Regions from separate parts of the Mus musculus genome. Here regions 2 and 3 are each linked to region 1. A link is a contact called in public HiChIP or PLAC-seq and promoter capture Hi-C data. All regions are on one chromosome and are shown on one strand. Each heading gives the region's core, a stretch centred on a gene start, on an enhancer-like site or on the middle of the called end of the contact. The rest is flanking DNA. Distances are from core to core; before and after follow the strand shown. Region 1 holds the start of Kdm2b (lysine (K)-specific demethylase 2B). Region 2 holds the start of Atp2a2 (ATPase, Ca++ transporting, cardiac muscle, slow twitch 2). Region 3 holds the start of P2rx4 (purinergic receptor P2X, ligand-gated ion channel 4).

What was found. Promoter capture Hi-C pulls out the DNA fragments that hold promoters and counts their contacts. HiChIP or PLAC-seq counts read pairs in DNA pulled down with a chosen protein or histone mark.
Region 2: a contact with region 1 is called in an H3K27ac HiChIP or PLAC-seq map of microglia, with 7 times the contacts expected there. The contact joins the promoter of Atp2a2 here to the promoter of Kdm2b in region 1. A contact is called at or near these places in 4 of 39 promoter capture datasets (hematopoietic stem and progenitor cells, hippocampal neurons and liver), 3 of 484 Hi-C or Micro-C datasets (all in embryonic stem cells) and 2 of 115 datasets of contacts at active chromatin or transcription factors (microglia and pancreatic cancer cells).
Region 3: a promoter capture Hi-C map of liver shows a contact between it and region 1, with 2.5 times the contacts expected there. The contact joins the promoter of P2rx4 here to the promoter of Kdm2b in region 1. A contact is called at or near these places in 3 of 39 promoter capture datasets (liver and pre-B cells), 2 of 115 datasets of contacts at active chromatin or transcription factors (embryonic stem cells and microglia) and 1 of 9 other capture datasets (pancreatic islet).

The regions. Positions count from the first base shown.
Region 1 is chr5:122,986,203-122,991,194 of GRCm38.p6, forward strand. It overlaps Kdm2b (lysine (K)-specific demethylase 2B), which reads right to left and starts at 2,897. Exons shown (of 23, transcript NM_001003953.2): 1 at 2,666-2,897; 2 at 1,460-1,604. The coding sequence starts at 2,698. A930024E05Rik (RIKEN cDNA A930024E05 gene) reads left to right here and starts at 3,152. Exons shown (of 3, transcript NR_045820.1): 1 at 3,152-3,889.
Region 2 is chr5:122,499,997-122,504,988 of GRCm38.p6, forward strand. Atp2a2 (ATPase, Ca++ transporting, cardiac muscle, slow twitch 2) reads right to left here and starts at 2,229. Exons shown (of 20, transcript NM_001110140.3): 1 at 1,572-2,229; 2 at 935-952; 3 at 735-817. The coding sequence starts at 1,689.
Region 3 is chr5:122,704,521-122,709,512 of GRCm38.p6, forward strand. P2rx4 (purinergic receptor P2X, ligand-gated ion channel 4) reads left to right here and starts at 3,024. Exons shown (of 12, transcript NM_011026.3): 1 at 3,024-3,267. The coding sequence starts at 3,134.

The sequences.
Region 1 (4,992 bases), core at 1,647-4,146:
AAGAGAAACTTCAAAAAATGCAAAGCCGGGGACAGTCTCCTCTAGGGCTAACTTCAGGCCTCAGCCGCTCAAGCAGAACCTGGAAGAGGGAGGCGCTTCCCCCTGCTGTCAGCCCACTGCGAGCACAGGGGTTTCCAAGGGGGATGGGGGGAAAACACAAAATGGAAAATGAGTAATTGAAAGGAAACTTTAAAAAAGTCCACACACAGCTGGGGCGTAGTGGCGTATGCCTTTAATCCCAGCACTCAGGAGGCAGAGGCAGGTGGATTTCTGAGTTCCAGGACAGCCTGGTTTACAAAGTGAGTTCCAGGACAGGGCTATACAGAGAAACCCTGCCTCGAAAAACAAAAACAAAAACAAAACAAAACAAAGTCCACACAACCTAGGAAGGCGTGGGTAAACCAGAGCTTCTCCCAAACGCCAATCCTACAGGCCAAAATAGGTTCTGGGTCCAGAGTCTACAAAAGACCCCCTCAGGAGGTTCTGGGTTCCTAAGGCCTCAAACAGGAGTCTCACCCAACATGTCTAAGAAAAAATCCTCAGCCACACTGTCAGTAGGAGAGCCAGGGAGAACCCCAAAGCCAGGAGGTCCCTCAAAAACCGAAGCGTGTCCACCTTCTGCTTCTAACACCGGAAAGGCCAGAGAACACAGAGCTCTCATGTCGGGCATGGAAAAAGACCCTGTCTCCTCAGAGGTGCCTAAATCTTCCATTCAAACTGCCAAGGAACTGGGATCTTAGCTCCAGGCCTGAGCAGGTAATTTATCACATATACAAACTAGCCTCCCCTAATTCGGACTGTCAAGGTTGTAGAAAGCGCTAGAGGCTTCAGGCTTGGGGAGGAGGGGGTAGTGGCAATAATGCCCTGAACAACCACTTAGTCCCTTCTCCAATCCAGCAGGGCAGGGCCCAGGAAGGGAGAAAGGCACTGCAGACCCAAGGCTCAGACTCAAAGCTCAAAGGGGCGTAACCCTAACAACCGAAGGCGCTGCCTAAACCCAATTCCAGTTCCTAACCCGCGGGGCCCAGGTGATAGGAGTTTGGGGGGCCTTCAAACCTAAGGCCGTCAAGCCAATGGTCCCAGGGATGTCTGGAAGGGCTCCTGCCAGACACTGCACCTCTGGCAGCACAGAGAGCGCAACTGGCTTGGGAGAGTGAAGATGCTGCGCTCACGCCCTCCCTGGGTCCCTCTTAGTCCAATAGTCCCTTGGCAGTGACCACCCTGGTACTAATGATGGGTACAGTTAGGGCCTAGGCCCACGCCAGGCCCAGCCCTCTTCCTGCCTGCCCTCCTCCCTTACCACCCCCACCCCCACCCCCGGTGCTCAGTCTCGTTTCGTCACCGGATCCCCTGGAATGGGGGACGCGGGCGCGAAATACGAACCCAGCCACAGGCAGCTCCCTCCCCACGTGCGCGCTGGCCCTCTGCAGAGTGAAGCCAGGAGAGGGGGGTGCCTCACCTTTGCCTTCCATAGCATGCACGAAGTCCCCCTGGTATAACTGGCTACGTAGCTTCTCCTCCAGGCTGAAGCCACGGACGCTGACAATTTCCTCCACGTCCGACAAGTCTTCGTTCTCGTCGTATCTCTGGCGGTCAATCGCACGCTGCGGGGACCCAACCAGAGAACCCCGGACATTACTGAGAGGACTTGGGGGGGTCTCCTCTCACCCTGGGCCCACCAAGAACAGGTGCAAGAGTCGCGCGCCCACTGCACCCCAGCATTGCAATCTGAGCAACTTTGCGCAAATGCCAAAGATGCTGGAAAGCAGAAAAAGGGGCTCACACCCCCAAGGCCCGACTGCCCTTAAACGAAGCAATCCCTTCTTGCATCTTTGGAAGCTATGGAAATGGTATTTGGGGGCTTTCCTCTGCCCCCACGCCAAGTGATGTGCTAAGCTTTGCCCACTCGACTGGGAGCCTGGTTATGTAACCCCTGAAGGGGGCTCCGGGTATGAGCTGGCGGGGCAGATGTAGGCCCCGAGAGAAGCCGCTGCAGCAACCGGCTCCGCGGTAACAGCAGCCCTGGCGGCCACGGCGGCCAACCCGGGAAGCCGGAACCCAGGGCCGGCGGCATTACTAAGGCTGGAGCTGCTCCCGAGCTACAGAAAAGCTGGAAAGCTGAAACGGAAGGGTTGAGACCCTAACGGCCCCCGCCGACCGACCGCTAGTGCAAGAAGAGGAGGGGAGGGGAGGAGGTTAAGAATGTGGGGGGAGAGAGGCAGCCAGCCCACCACAAAGCTTCTATCAGAGACCCCAAAACGCACCAGCAGCTGCCTCATCTCCCCACGAGCGCGCGCGCACACTCACTTCCTAAGGAGACTCCCCCACCACTCCCCGCATCCTTCTTCCTCCTCCCTCCGCCGCTCAGCACCGAGCCCCGCAGCCCCCCAGATCCCAGGCGAACCCCGAGCCCGCTCAGTCCCTTCCACGCCTTTCGGCGTTGCCTCCTCCCCACTTAAGTGTCTGAGACCCTGAGCCTCACAAGAGACTGGAGGAGTAAGCTGCTTGCTTCCTTTTGCATGCAATTTATTATTTTTTTCCGGTCCTCTTGCAAAATACAGAAAAGGAAAGAAAAGGCAGCAAGAAACAACCAAAAAAATAAATAGATAGATAAATCGATCATATACCAGATACAGATTTGGGGGAGAAAAAAAAAGCTACACACCAATCTTCTTCCAGAGTCTTTCTCTGCCTCCATTTTTTTAGGAGAGTTCACCAATTAATTGTCAACACTCCTGCCCCCTGCATTTTGGCGGAGGGGGAAAGGAGGGAAGACCAAAGAAAAGAAAGCAAAAAAATAAATAAATAGAGCAAGCCAGAGCCGATATCTACAAAGTTTTGCACCAACACTTAAGCAGATCCGTTTGCAAAGTCCTAGGAAACCATTTTCAGCAGTTGTGGGGGGGGAGGCGTCGACGTCATAATCCCCGGAACGTAAACATTGTTGCCGATCGCGCTCGGAGCTTGCGGCTAGGCTAGTTGGGGAAAGGGGGGGCTCGGGTTGGGGGTGTCGGGGACCGCAGCCGTAGGAGGTGTGGGGCCAGAAGGGAGCCTGGGACGCACCGGGCGCTGTTAGCGCCTTGGCATCGCTGTTTTGTTGTTGGGTCACGAGTGCGCCTCTGCACGCAGGCGCCGCCGCCGCCCGGGAGCTGACTTTTGGAGGGCTGAGTTGCAGGCGGCGGGCGCATCCCAGAGATGGCGGGGCAGGGAGGGAGGGAAAGAGAGGAGGGGGTGGGGAGGGAGGTGCAGATTTGCACGGATGGCCTCAGCGGGAGGCGCGGAAATGCTAGCCAAGCCTGCTGGCGTGAAAGCCCCCGGGGCCTGGCACCCCCCAAAACGACCCCCCACCTCTGCCCCTGCCCCCTCTTGCTTGGGTTACGCAGGGCTGTCCCTCTCTTCCTTCACCCACCTTTCCTCATTACCTATGCTGGCGACCTAAATTCAAAGTATTTTGTATGTGTGATTTCTTTTTCTGTTTTGCTTTTCTACTGCATGCCTGGGGGGAGGGGCCAGCCTGTCCAGACCCTTATCCATTTGCGAACCTGCCATATGGAGGAGGCATCTGAGGGGCTCAGAAAGAAATTACCTCAGCACTGTATCTGTACAGACTGCATAACTTTTAAACTCCCGGGGCTGAAATAATAATATGGAGACACACGCACAGGTACAGGAAATACAGCCAGTCCACAGCCTTTTCAGACTGCAGCTGACCGGAAGAAAGCCTTTGGTTCATTCATTCGGATAGCCTCGGTAGTACAGCCCTGAAATAGAAGTTGGGCTTTTAAAGAGAAAGGAAAAAAAGTCTCTACACTCGCTGAGAAGAGATAAATCGATACACAGGAGGGAATAGAGAATCGGATTCAGCGTCTCTAATGCAGGCAGGCAAAAGGTAAGCCTCTCTCGTGTGGCAGTTTAAGAGAAAAGTGGTGGTTGTTTGTGGCTTTCTGGGGTACAGCAACCTTGATTGATCCATATTGTTTCTCAGCGGAGAAGGGGGGCAGCCTTTGTGAATATTCCTGGAGTAGCAGATCCCCAATGTTCCTCCGTCTTTTAAGTAGTGCTTGTGACTGCTTCCAGAATTGACTGACCCTCAGTGGTCCTGGAATTCCTTTAAGTTGAGAGAAATGCTGGCCCTAAACTTTGTTTCCCTCCGGGCCTCTTCCTTTCTTGCAAGGGCCTAATGACAGCATCACAAGGATGTTCTGAGAGACCTCCCAGGTGACGCTAGCTTGGCGTACAAGCTAAAGCAGGTCATTTTGCACCCTGGAGAAACCCAGATTCAAGAAATTATGAGTTTAGGTGACTGCTGTTTTTATCTTGTCCCAATGTCAAGAGCACTGGTTCAGACAGATACGGGGAGGAAGTGGCCTTGCCACCTGAAATCAGCTGTGAACCACACATCGTCACCCTCCCTTACGTCAGAATTTCCTGCCTTATCGGTCTGTACTTTTTTTCCACCTGTCCCCAAATCTGCTCTTTGAATTTTTTTTTAAAAATTCCATCCATGCACGTTATCGGTAGAAATCTACGTAGAGATGAGGCGACAAACACCAAGTTTGTCACCAAACTGAAACTACATCTACGTTGGCTCAGCTGCATTCTCTGGGCAGCCCTTCTAACCATCCCTGTGAAAACCAGGGGCCAGCTGGTGCTGTAACGCAGTCCTGGGATATTTGGCCTAGCAAGCCTAAGGCCCTGGGTTCCATACCCATTGACATGGGGATGTGGACCACTTTATCTGGCTCTTCTTGTGAGAAAGAATACGTTTGAAGGGGATGTCTCATGGCCTTGTTGCTCTGCTTTGTAAGTGAGGATGCTGGGATTCAGAAAGGCAGAAACGACTCGCTCTCAGTCATGCTGCTTACCCTTTCAAATGTCCACCGACTTCATTTATGCTTCAGAATGAAATAAAGGAGGGGCCCAGGGTTGAGAATCAGTGGATTACAGAATTAAAGCAAAACTGTCAAATAGGATGCTGGAGATTTTCGTTCA
Region 2 (4,992 bases), core at 979-3,478, 490 kb before region 1:
GGAGTAAAATGTTAATAACCTAGAACTACCCTTGCCGTCCCCATTAGCTTTTCTTAGGCAGGTCTCTCTCTGCATTTCTCTAGTTTCTTAGCAACCACACTGGCTCAAGCACATACAGAACAAGAAAGAAAGAAAGAAAAAAAAACAAACAAAAACCCCACCTTCACCTTTATTCCCTCTTTAATATTTAGAACCAAGAATACTGAACTTTGCTCTCTTACTCTAGGAATCACTCAAGACAGGGGTCCAGGTTAGATGCCACCCTAGAGGTCAGTGACCAAATTTGGTCAACAGTGGTGCCATCACTGCCGTCATCATTCTTGTCACTGTCAGGAACAACTGTCACCTTGCCACCACCAGGAAGGCAAAGCAACTGGAATATTCCTTTTGTACGATCTATTTACAGAGTGCCCAACATCATCGTAGTGTGATCTTACAACATGATAACAAATGGAAGAACCCCAACAGAAAAGGACTTAGAGTGAGGAACTTTCTGATACTAAAAACTGGTGAGACACAAGAATTCCAGAGACCCTGCGCAGTCAGGGGTCACCTCTCACTGCACTGTAACCTAAGCAAAACAGCTTCTATCATTTTCCCCCCTCTAATTCTTGAGTTATTTTGTTTGTTTGTTTTTAAACACGGAAACTCAATGGTAATTATTTATTTTCTGGTGTCCCAACGAAATTCTTTCAACTTTTATGGGGAGACAAAATAATTTTTTAAATACTTACGAAAGATATACATGCTGCCAGCAGTAAAATTCTAACTAGTAAGTCTTCAAACTGCTCAATCACAAGTTCCAGCAAGGTTTTTCCTGTTAGAAAAGGAAAGGAAAAAAAAAAAAAAAAAAAACAAACCATTTGTTTCAATTGTCCACATCAATCAGCCTGCACACATCATCTCTCCAAAATAACATGTTAATATTATTTACCTTCTTCAGCCGGCAATTCTAGAAGGCCGAAATTCGACAGCAACGTGTCAGGAGGAAAGCAGAAAGAAAAATGAAGATATTGTATTAGCGCTTTTATTAAAAACTGCTAAATTCACCACCATCGTTGTCTGAATGGCGGATATAGGTGTATGAACGTACAACAATCTGTCTCCACTTTGATACCCCGAGAAAATTATTCAGCCCTGGTAATCAGTGGCCTCGGAACTGCCCGTAAGCCCTCTCCGGCCTCCAGGACCATGCAGTCATTTCAGCTGGGTCATCACTTCTGCCAGATGTGCAACTTTGGGGAGCACAAGAAACGGTCCGAGGGTTTCTCAACAACATCGACGCCTCATAAATCCGCGGGGGACTCAGCCCAGCCGCAGGAACCTCCTCCCTCCTTCCCACTCCCTCTCCCCCCCCCCCAATCCGACTCGCTGAGCGCCGGCCGGGAAGGTCACCGGCTCGAGACCCCTAGAGGTCGGCGATGGCCCAGACCCGCGCGTGGACCGCCCGGCCTCTCGCAGCCGTCGGGCGCCGCGCCGAGCCAAGCCCCACGAGGTGGAGCCGGGTCAGCCATCTTCCTTGGCGCTCGGGCCCGCGCCGCGCCGCTGCAGCCCCGGCGCCCCGCACCTACCGTTGGAGCCCCATCTCTCCTTGAGCTTCTTGACCTGCTCCAAGCTCAGCCCCGTGCTCTCGTTGACCCCGAAGTGGCCCAGCACCTCCTCCACGGTCTTTGTGTGAGCGTTCTCCATGGCTGCGGGGGCCCCGGCCGGCCTCGCCTCGCGTCCCCGCGGCCTCCTCGCCTACCGCCTCGCACTCCGGCCGCGGGCTCGTGCCACCGCGGGCGCCCGGGCGCGGACAGCTGTCCCCTCCTTTTTCTTCTCCTCCTCCTCCTCCGCGGCGGCGGCGGCCGCTTCCGCCTGACCGGGGCGCTGAATCACCCGAGCCCCCTCCCCCAGAAACCGCCGCACGCGGCCCGGCCTCGCCGAGCCCGCCCGAGGGACTGCGAGCCTCCCGCCCCGCCGCGAGTGTGGGTCGCTTCAGCAGCTGCCAGCCGGCCGCGGGCAGCGCAGGCCCCGGGCGCTGCGCCGAGGAGACGGGGCGCAGATGAGGAGCGGCGCCGGGCCGAGCCCTCGGCGCCGGGAACCGCGAGGCAGGCGACGGGAGAGGAGCTGCGCGGCGCGCCGGCCCGAGCCCCTCAGCTCTGCACCCCCGACAGCGGCGGCGGAGGGAACTGCGGCGGAGGAGACGGGAGGTGGCGGCGTCGGGGACGGCTCCGCGGAGGCTGCTCTAATAGCATTTATCCGCCGCTGCCTCCCCTCTCGCCGCCGCCGCGGCATGTGGACGCCGCTCATTGGCCGAGAGAGCCCCCAGCGCGGCGCGGGCGGCGCGGCCCCGCCCCCTCCTCCGGCGCCCTCCCGCGCGCGCGCACCGCGCGCCCACGCCGCCAGCAGGCCCCGCCTCCTCCCGCGCGCCGCCCCCCAGGAACCCGGATCGAGGCCGCGCGCGGCGCCTGTGCGCGCGCACGGGGCCAGGGCCACCTCTGCGTCCACGCTGTGCTCGATGCGCTGCGGCCACCGGCGCGGGCGGAGGGTGAGCCTGACTTTTCCGGGGCCACGGCTTTTCCCGTATCGACCGCGCGCGGGGATAGAGCGCGGAGTTCACGGGTGGGCGCTCTGTGCTGGTTGCCCTGCCGCTGAGGTTGGGGACTGGCTGGGACCGCGCATTGGCAGGGAGGCTCGGGAACGCAGGGGGGCCGAGGCGCGCTCGCACTGGTGTCCTTGGCTTGCCTCCGCGTCCTGGGCAGCGCGAGCCGTGCTCTGCATCCTAATGTCTCCTTCAGAGCCCCCCTCAGCAACCAAGGGGAGGAATTCCGCAGTTCCCTTCCCACACAGCCAAAAGCGCTCATCTGTCGCCTCGGGAACACCGCATCCCACACCCCCAGCCGAAAGCCTCATCTCCATCGCACGCCAACACCAGCCCTTCCTTCCCCTGCGGGTTCTGTGCCCCGACAGGGAATCCCACTCTTGGGGGAGGAAGGAGGAAGTTTTATTTCGTTTTTAGTAGCTCACACAGCCTTTGACACACGTCTGCATAGAAGTCACAGGTTATGCTGTAGCAGCTATGCTAGGTGGCTTGGCTTTGGCTTCCAAATGATGGCTGCTATATAAGACTTCCACTTCCCCCAATGCGAGAGAAGGAGCCTTCAATCCCAAATCTATTCTTAAACCACAGATCATCTGTTGTTTCTGTGAGGTCTGTACAGAGCCTAGCATGCAAGGTAATTTTGCCAATATAAAGAGGCTATACGGAGCCCGCCTGTGATCCCACGAACAGAAGTGGAAGCCACGGGATCAAGAGTTCAAGGTCATGGACAGACACTGAAGGAGTTTAGGAGCAGTCTTCCACGTTGGACCTTGTCTAAAACATACAAAATAAATTTAAAAAGCAGAGGAATGTGGGAAGCCATACTTAACAGGGAGGAGGCCCTTTGCATTGAATTTGCAAATATCTTCACAAAATGCGGCTTCATGAAGGGCATAGATTGCAAAATAAAGCATTTCATCTTCTTGAGTGTTTAGCAACGCCACCCCCCCCCCCCAATCACTTGAGACGTCCCACAAGGCTCCGCCTCAAGACTTAAGATAGATTCCTTCAGCAGATGCAAATCATGGTGCTTTACCCGACTGAAAAAAAAAATCAAGTACGTCACTTCATTTAATTATTTCCAAGGAGTGGAGGCTGGCACGCAGTTCTGATTGATACTTGGAACAGGACCAACAGAACCCTACACGAAACAAACAAACAAAAATTCTAGTGTATAGCAATGCACTCCCTAGAAGCAAGGTGGAAACTGGTTAGGTCACAGCCTCTTCTGGAGGATCAGGTGACTGCCTGCGAGGTGGGGGGTGAGAGGGTGGGAGGGATGGAGAGCTGGTGGGTCTCCCTCCTAGCTGGATTCCAGTTCTGTCGTACCTACAGCAAGGGGCACTGAGAGTAGGAAGGTCATGACCTCTCTTAGTTTGTCTGTGATGCTCACTGGGTTTGGCTTTTGTTCTGTAGTCCCCTCCTTCAGGGGCTGGAGGTGCACCCTACAACACGGGTTCCCAGTTTTTCCCTCAGGCCATCTTCCTCCTTGTCCGGTCCCCTCCTGAAAGATGTTTGGTGGTTTTTTTTGTTTTGTTTTTCCAGAGCTGAGGACCGAACCCAGGGCCTTGAGCTTGCTAGGCAAGCTCTCTACCACTGAGCTAAATCCCCGAGTCCCCCCCACCCCCCGGAAAGATGCTTTATTATCTAAAGCAGCTCCCCTCCCCAGGATGCCTACTATCACATTATTCAAGGGTCTCTGCTGCCCTAGCACTTTTCTATGGAAAATACACTGTAGATTTTGTTTAGCTGCTCGGTGCCTGCCTCCTAGCATCTTGTAAGGGCATCCAGACTTGAGAATGAAGCTTGTCTGTCTGGTCCATACTCAGTACAAAGCACAGTCCCCAACATCTGCTCATCATTTATTGAGTGCCTACAGTTTAAATGCATGAAACCAATGAGAGCCCCACCCTCCTCAACCCATCAGTTACTTGGGAAGGGCTCTGCCAGCACTAAGGCCTCAGCAAACGTCTGCTCAGCTCCAGTGTACTAATTTTTCCATTCATCAATAAGCTGGATTTATTTTGGCCTCTGGACCACTTACCTATGAGAAGAATGGCTGTGAAGCTTAGGTTTAAACCAAAAAGAAGGGCTGGAGAGATGGCTCAGCGGTTAAGAGCACTGACTGCTCCTCTGAAGGTCCTGAGTTCAAGTCCCAGGAACCACATGGTGGCTCACAACCACGCGTAATGAGATCTGACACCCTCTTCTGGTGCATCTGAAGACAGCTACGGTGTACTTACATATAATAATAAATAAATAAATCTTAAACAAAACAAAAAGAAGGCAAAACTGCCCTCCCAGAAAAGACAATGCCTATAGTCTCAGAGATCCTGGGACTATATTCCATTGCCCTTCTGGAATGTTCTCTGCAAAGCATTTTCTACTGAAGGTTGGACTGCTCTCTG
Region 3 (4,992 bases), core at 1,774-4,273, 280 kb before region 1:
GTTAGACAGATTTAATTTTCTATAAGATAGGAGCGGGCGTTCGGCTTCTTTTGCGAGTGGCTATACTCTGGCTCTAGAGTCATCTATTGAAGCCTGCTCTTTCTTCCTTGGATTGTGTTGCCACCCTTACTGAAAAACTCTTACTAAAAATCCCCAAGTTGCTCAATACCAACCACACTCAGTCAAGCACATGACAGCAAAAGCAACTGAACCCGATTAAAATCTGAGATGTGGGGGCTGAAGAACTGGCTCAGTGGTTAAGATGACATGCTAGTCCTGCAGAGGACCAAAGTTCAGTCCAAGCACTCAGGTCAGGTGACCCACAACAACGCTCCAGCTCCAAGGGATCTGATGTCTTTTCTGGCCTCAGTATGAGCATGTACAACCCCCCCCCAATAAAAAGCCGGAGATGTGGTTTGGTAATAGCCTATCACTCTTCCAGAGAATCCAAGTTTTGGTTTCCAGCACCCACATCTGTAGGCATAATATTTTTTGTTTACTGTGTAAAGATTATTCTTGTAATATTCAAATGTCGATCTCTTTGCTCTTATATCTGTTACATGGCAAGCAGGGTACTGTAATGCTTATTCAAAGACATGCTGTCGCAAATTTGTGCAAACATTGCTCCCCATTTATTCTATTTGTCAATAAAAGCTCTATTAACCAATAACTGACTAGAGGAGAGAATAGGGCGGGACTTCTGCCAGTGGCGGTGGGGGCTGGGGGGTGAGGGGAGAAGGAAAGAAATATTCACCAAGTAGAGAGGGTCCAGGAGATACCATGAGAACAGACTGGAGCAGAGAGAGCCAGACTGATATTAAACTGCAAGTTTCTAGGCGGTTTTGGCTGGTTGACAGCCAGATTACCTTAGAGAATTAGAATAGATTAAGAGCTGCTTAGATCTTATACTGTAAAGCCTATTAAATAAATCTAATAGTTTCAGTCTCATTTATTTGAAAGCTAGCTGGGATAGAGAAAAAAAACTGTAAGACTTATAAAACTACTCATGACACACATCAAGTAGCTCACAACTGCCCACAACTCCAGTTCCACGAGATCCGGTGTCCTCTTGCACATATGCATGACACACGTCACATGCACACAAGTACCCATAATTAAAAATAAATCCTTTAAAGATGAATACATTTAAAAAAAATCAAGCCAGGCATGGTGGCGCACGCCTTTGATCCCAGCACTCTGGAGGCAGAGGCAGGCGGATTTCTGAGTTCGAGGCCAGCCTGGTCTACAGAGTGAGTTCCAGGACAGCCAGGGCTACACAGAGAAACCCTGTCTTGGGAAAAAAAAATCAAATAGGTATTACAAAATAAGAAGCAGTCAGGGCTGGAGATGTCACGCCAGAGCCTTTGTCCTGCGTGTGAGAAACTCAGGATGATGACCCAGTAAGACATAGAGAGTAGTGGTCAAGAAGAATTAAGGAAATATCACATGGCTTATATTTATTCTTTTGTCTCAGAATTTTCTCAAACAATGTACTAGGAGGGGGGCACGCACACGCTGGAGGACAATCGTGGGAGTTTGTTCTCTTTTTTTCCACCACTTATGTTCTAGGGATTAAACTCAGGTTGTCAAATTTGGCAGCATCTATCCTACTCACTGACTATAGACGGAAACAAGGTCTCACTCTATAGTTAGAACTAGGTATATAAACCAGGCTGGCTTTGAACTTGTGCCAATCCTCCCAGCTCTGCTTTCGGACTGCTGGGATAACAGGCATGTGCCACCACACCAGGCTGGCATGTTTTCCCACTAGGCCTTAGATTAAAACTCAAAATCATTCAAATCCCGTGATGAGTCGCTGGTAACAGGGCACTATGACTTGTGTATGAAGAGTTCTTCCCAAACCTTCATGTGTTGAAGGCTTCTTCCCTACGTGGGAGATAATGCTGAGAGGGGACTGGATGCTGAGAGACCTTAACATTGGGAGCTATGACATAACGGCAAATCTTATCTTAGCATTGGGAGGCGGTACAAAGGAGGTGAAGCCAGCTGGAATAACTAATTCCCTGGGACCTGGTGGTGGAAAGACACACCTTGTCCCCATGCCTTTCTGTAAGGTCCACCATGCTCTCTCAGATCCATGGAGCCAAGTGACCAGAAGCTGAAGCTAACTCAGATGAAATAAAAGATGCATGGAGCAGAAAATGAAAAGAACCGCGAGGAGTCTGATTAGAACCTCAAGCCTTGTGTATATTACCTGCTATATTTATACTGCACAGGGCTGAGATGCTCTCACTATGCTTGCTGGACAGTACCTGGTATAAGGGTACTTGGATGTATCTGTTACACTTAATATAAAACGCCTATTAAAAAAACTTCGGAAGGGAATGGATATATGTGACCTTAACAATGGTGTCTCCCCACGGGCTTGAATTTTTCCAATTCTCCCTAAGCTTGCGGTAAGCCATTCTCAATAGCAAGATGGCTACAGGGACCCCCCCCCACCCCCCAGGTGCTGGCTGTTGCCTCCTCTCAGGTGCAACTACGACAGTTATCTGACTAGGGGTAGGGACATGGATCGGCTTCAGGCCTAAGAGGGGTATATGGTGGCATTTGTGGCTGACTTCTGCAGACATCCTAGTACACCAGGTACTTATTCACCCACCCTATAGTTTCATAAAGCAGCACAGCGGGGCTCCCTCCACTACATCCAGATCAAGTTTGCCTCCTTCAGTCAGGGGACTGACTCTTCAGCACTCGGGTCCTCTAGGAATGTAACTCCTATCCAAGTTCCCCTGGCGCACGGCTCGTTATCCTATATCTGAACCGCAGAGCTGTCCTTTGCAACAGAACTCAACTGTCTGCCTTTCAATCCTAGGCCTGAGGGCGTCATTATCCTTGTCCCTCCGGGAGCTGACCTTGCTCCCTGCTCCAGAGGTAATTCGTCCCTTAGTGCTATACCACTCTTGCTTTTTAGATCGTCCCTTTGAGAGGGTCACGAGTTGGGGCGTCACCCTGGGGTGGCAGAGGGGGAGGAGACGCGCTCCTCAGGTCGCGCGCCGCCTATTTCCGGGCCGAGCTGCTGGGCGGGGCTGCTGCCCGGACCCGGTGGTGGTGGTGGCAGCGACAAGGCGACCCGCGGTGGCCACGACGCGGAGCAGCGGGCGGCGGAGCCATGGCAGGCTGCTGCTCCGTGCTCCGGGCTTTCCTGTTCGAGTACGACACGCCGCGCATCGTGCTCATCCGCAGCCGTAAAGTGGGGCTCATGAACCGCGTGGTGCAGCTGCTCATCCTGGCTTACGTCATTGGGTGAGCGGGCCTGGGGAGGGGCCGCGGCTGGGGGCAACCCAGACTGTCGGGACCTGGCAGCGCCCCCTTGCTCGCTCTCTGGGTCTGGGGCAATAGCTGAGCCGGCCAAGCCCCTCCTCCCCGAGTTCAAGGGGCGGCGACACGCCCTCGCCGGGCTCTAGCCAAGCCACCTGGAACCAGCTTGAACAGGACACTGGGGACTACTGGACGTCCTGGGAGCTAAGCCTCGTCTTAGCTAGACTGTCACCCCATCTTTCTCGCATCCTTCCCTCCCGACTTGCTTCATGCTGCGCCTTGGCTTGGTGGAGGGGCAGGGCAGGGAAGGCTTAACTCTGTGCGTCACGGACTTCTCTTCGGTTCCTTTTCAAACTCGGACAGAAACCAAGGCTTGTGGTTTTCATTCGGTACTTTCTGGGTCTGTGGTTTCTGTTACCTTAAGAAGCTTCTGATAACCCAGTACCCTTGAGATGTCACACTTCCCAAAAGTGTCCCAAGGTCACTTCCTTTGTTTTGTTGGATTGGTTGGGAATATGAGTACCCGCCTGATTTTGATTCTAAACTCTGCTCTTCATTACTGTTTATATATACCCTCCCATCACTAGGCGTTATGAAACGTTTAATTTTAATTGGATGCACCTGTAAGGCTGTAATACACCCCAGGAGAGATGGTGAACCTTACCTTGCCTCCTGGGCCCAATTTCAAGGTATTCGAGTGTCAACAGCTGCTAGCGTGACAGGTGGATCTGTTTTCTTACTAAAGGGCCTAAAGCACGGGTCCCCAAACAACACATTGGAGTCACTTAGGAATCCACAAAAAACACAGATAGATTGCCAATTCACAAACTGACTCAGAGCTGTAAGACCTCTGTGCCTGACCACACTCACCTGAGAAAGCTTTGTGTGGCCTTAGGTATATGAAATAGGTACACAGGTGGCTGGAGAGATGGCCCAGAGAGATGGTTAAGAATGCCTAAGATACAGCCTTTAATCCTAGCACTGGTGAGAGACAGGTAGGCAGATATCTATGAGTTCAAAGCCAGCCTGGTCTACATAGTTTCAGGACAACCAGAATTATTACAGTGTCCCAACTAAATAATAAATCAACAGGTCTCCTGCTTTGGTGTTAGGTCTGGAATCTGTTCAGACCGCCTAAGGGCATTCAAAAGAATGCAGAGGAGTTTCCGCTCACAAGGTTGTAGCTTCCACCATATGGAAGCGGTAGACACTAGATAAGACTCGCTGAAGCTGGAGGAGGCAGTAATCAGTATGTCTGCAATCCCAGTATTCATGGGGCTGAGGCAGAAGAATGCTCGCCTGAGCTATGTGAGCCCCTGTCTCCAAAAAACGTCCTCTTTAGCATGAGGCCTTGGAGTCATTCAGTCACCAGTACCTGAAAAACCCCTGGCCAGTATCTATTTTTTTTTTAAGATTTTTTTTTATTTTTATGTATATGAATACACTGTAGCTGTTCAGATGGTTGTGAGCCTTCATGTGGTTGTGGAGAATTGTATATAGGACCTCTGCTCGCTCCGGTCAACCCACTCCCTCAGTCTCTGACTGCTCCAGCCCAAAGATTTATTTATTATTTTTATTAAGTACCTGTAGCTGTCTTCAGACACACCAGAAGAGGGCGTCAGATCTCATTACAGGGGGTTGTGAGCCACCATGTGGTTGCTGGGATTTGAACTCAGTACCTTCGGAAGAGCAGTCAGTGCTCTTAATCGC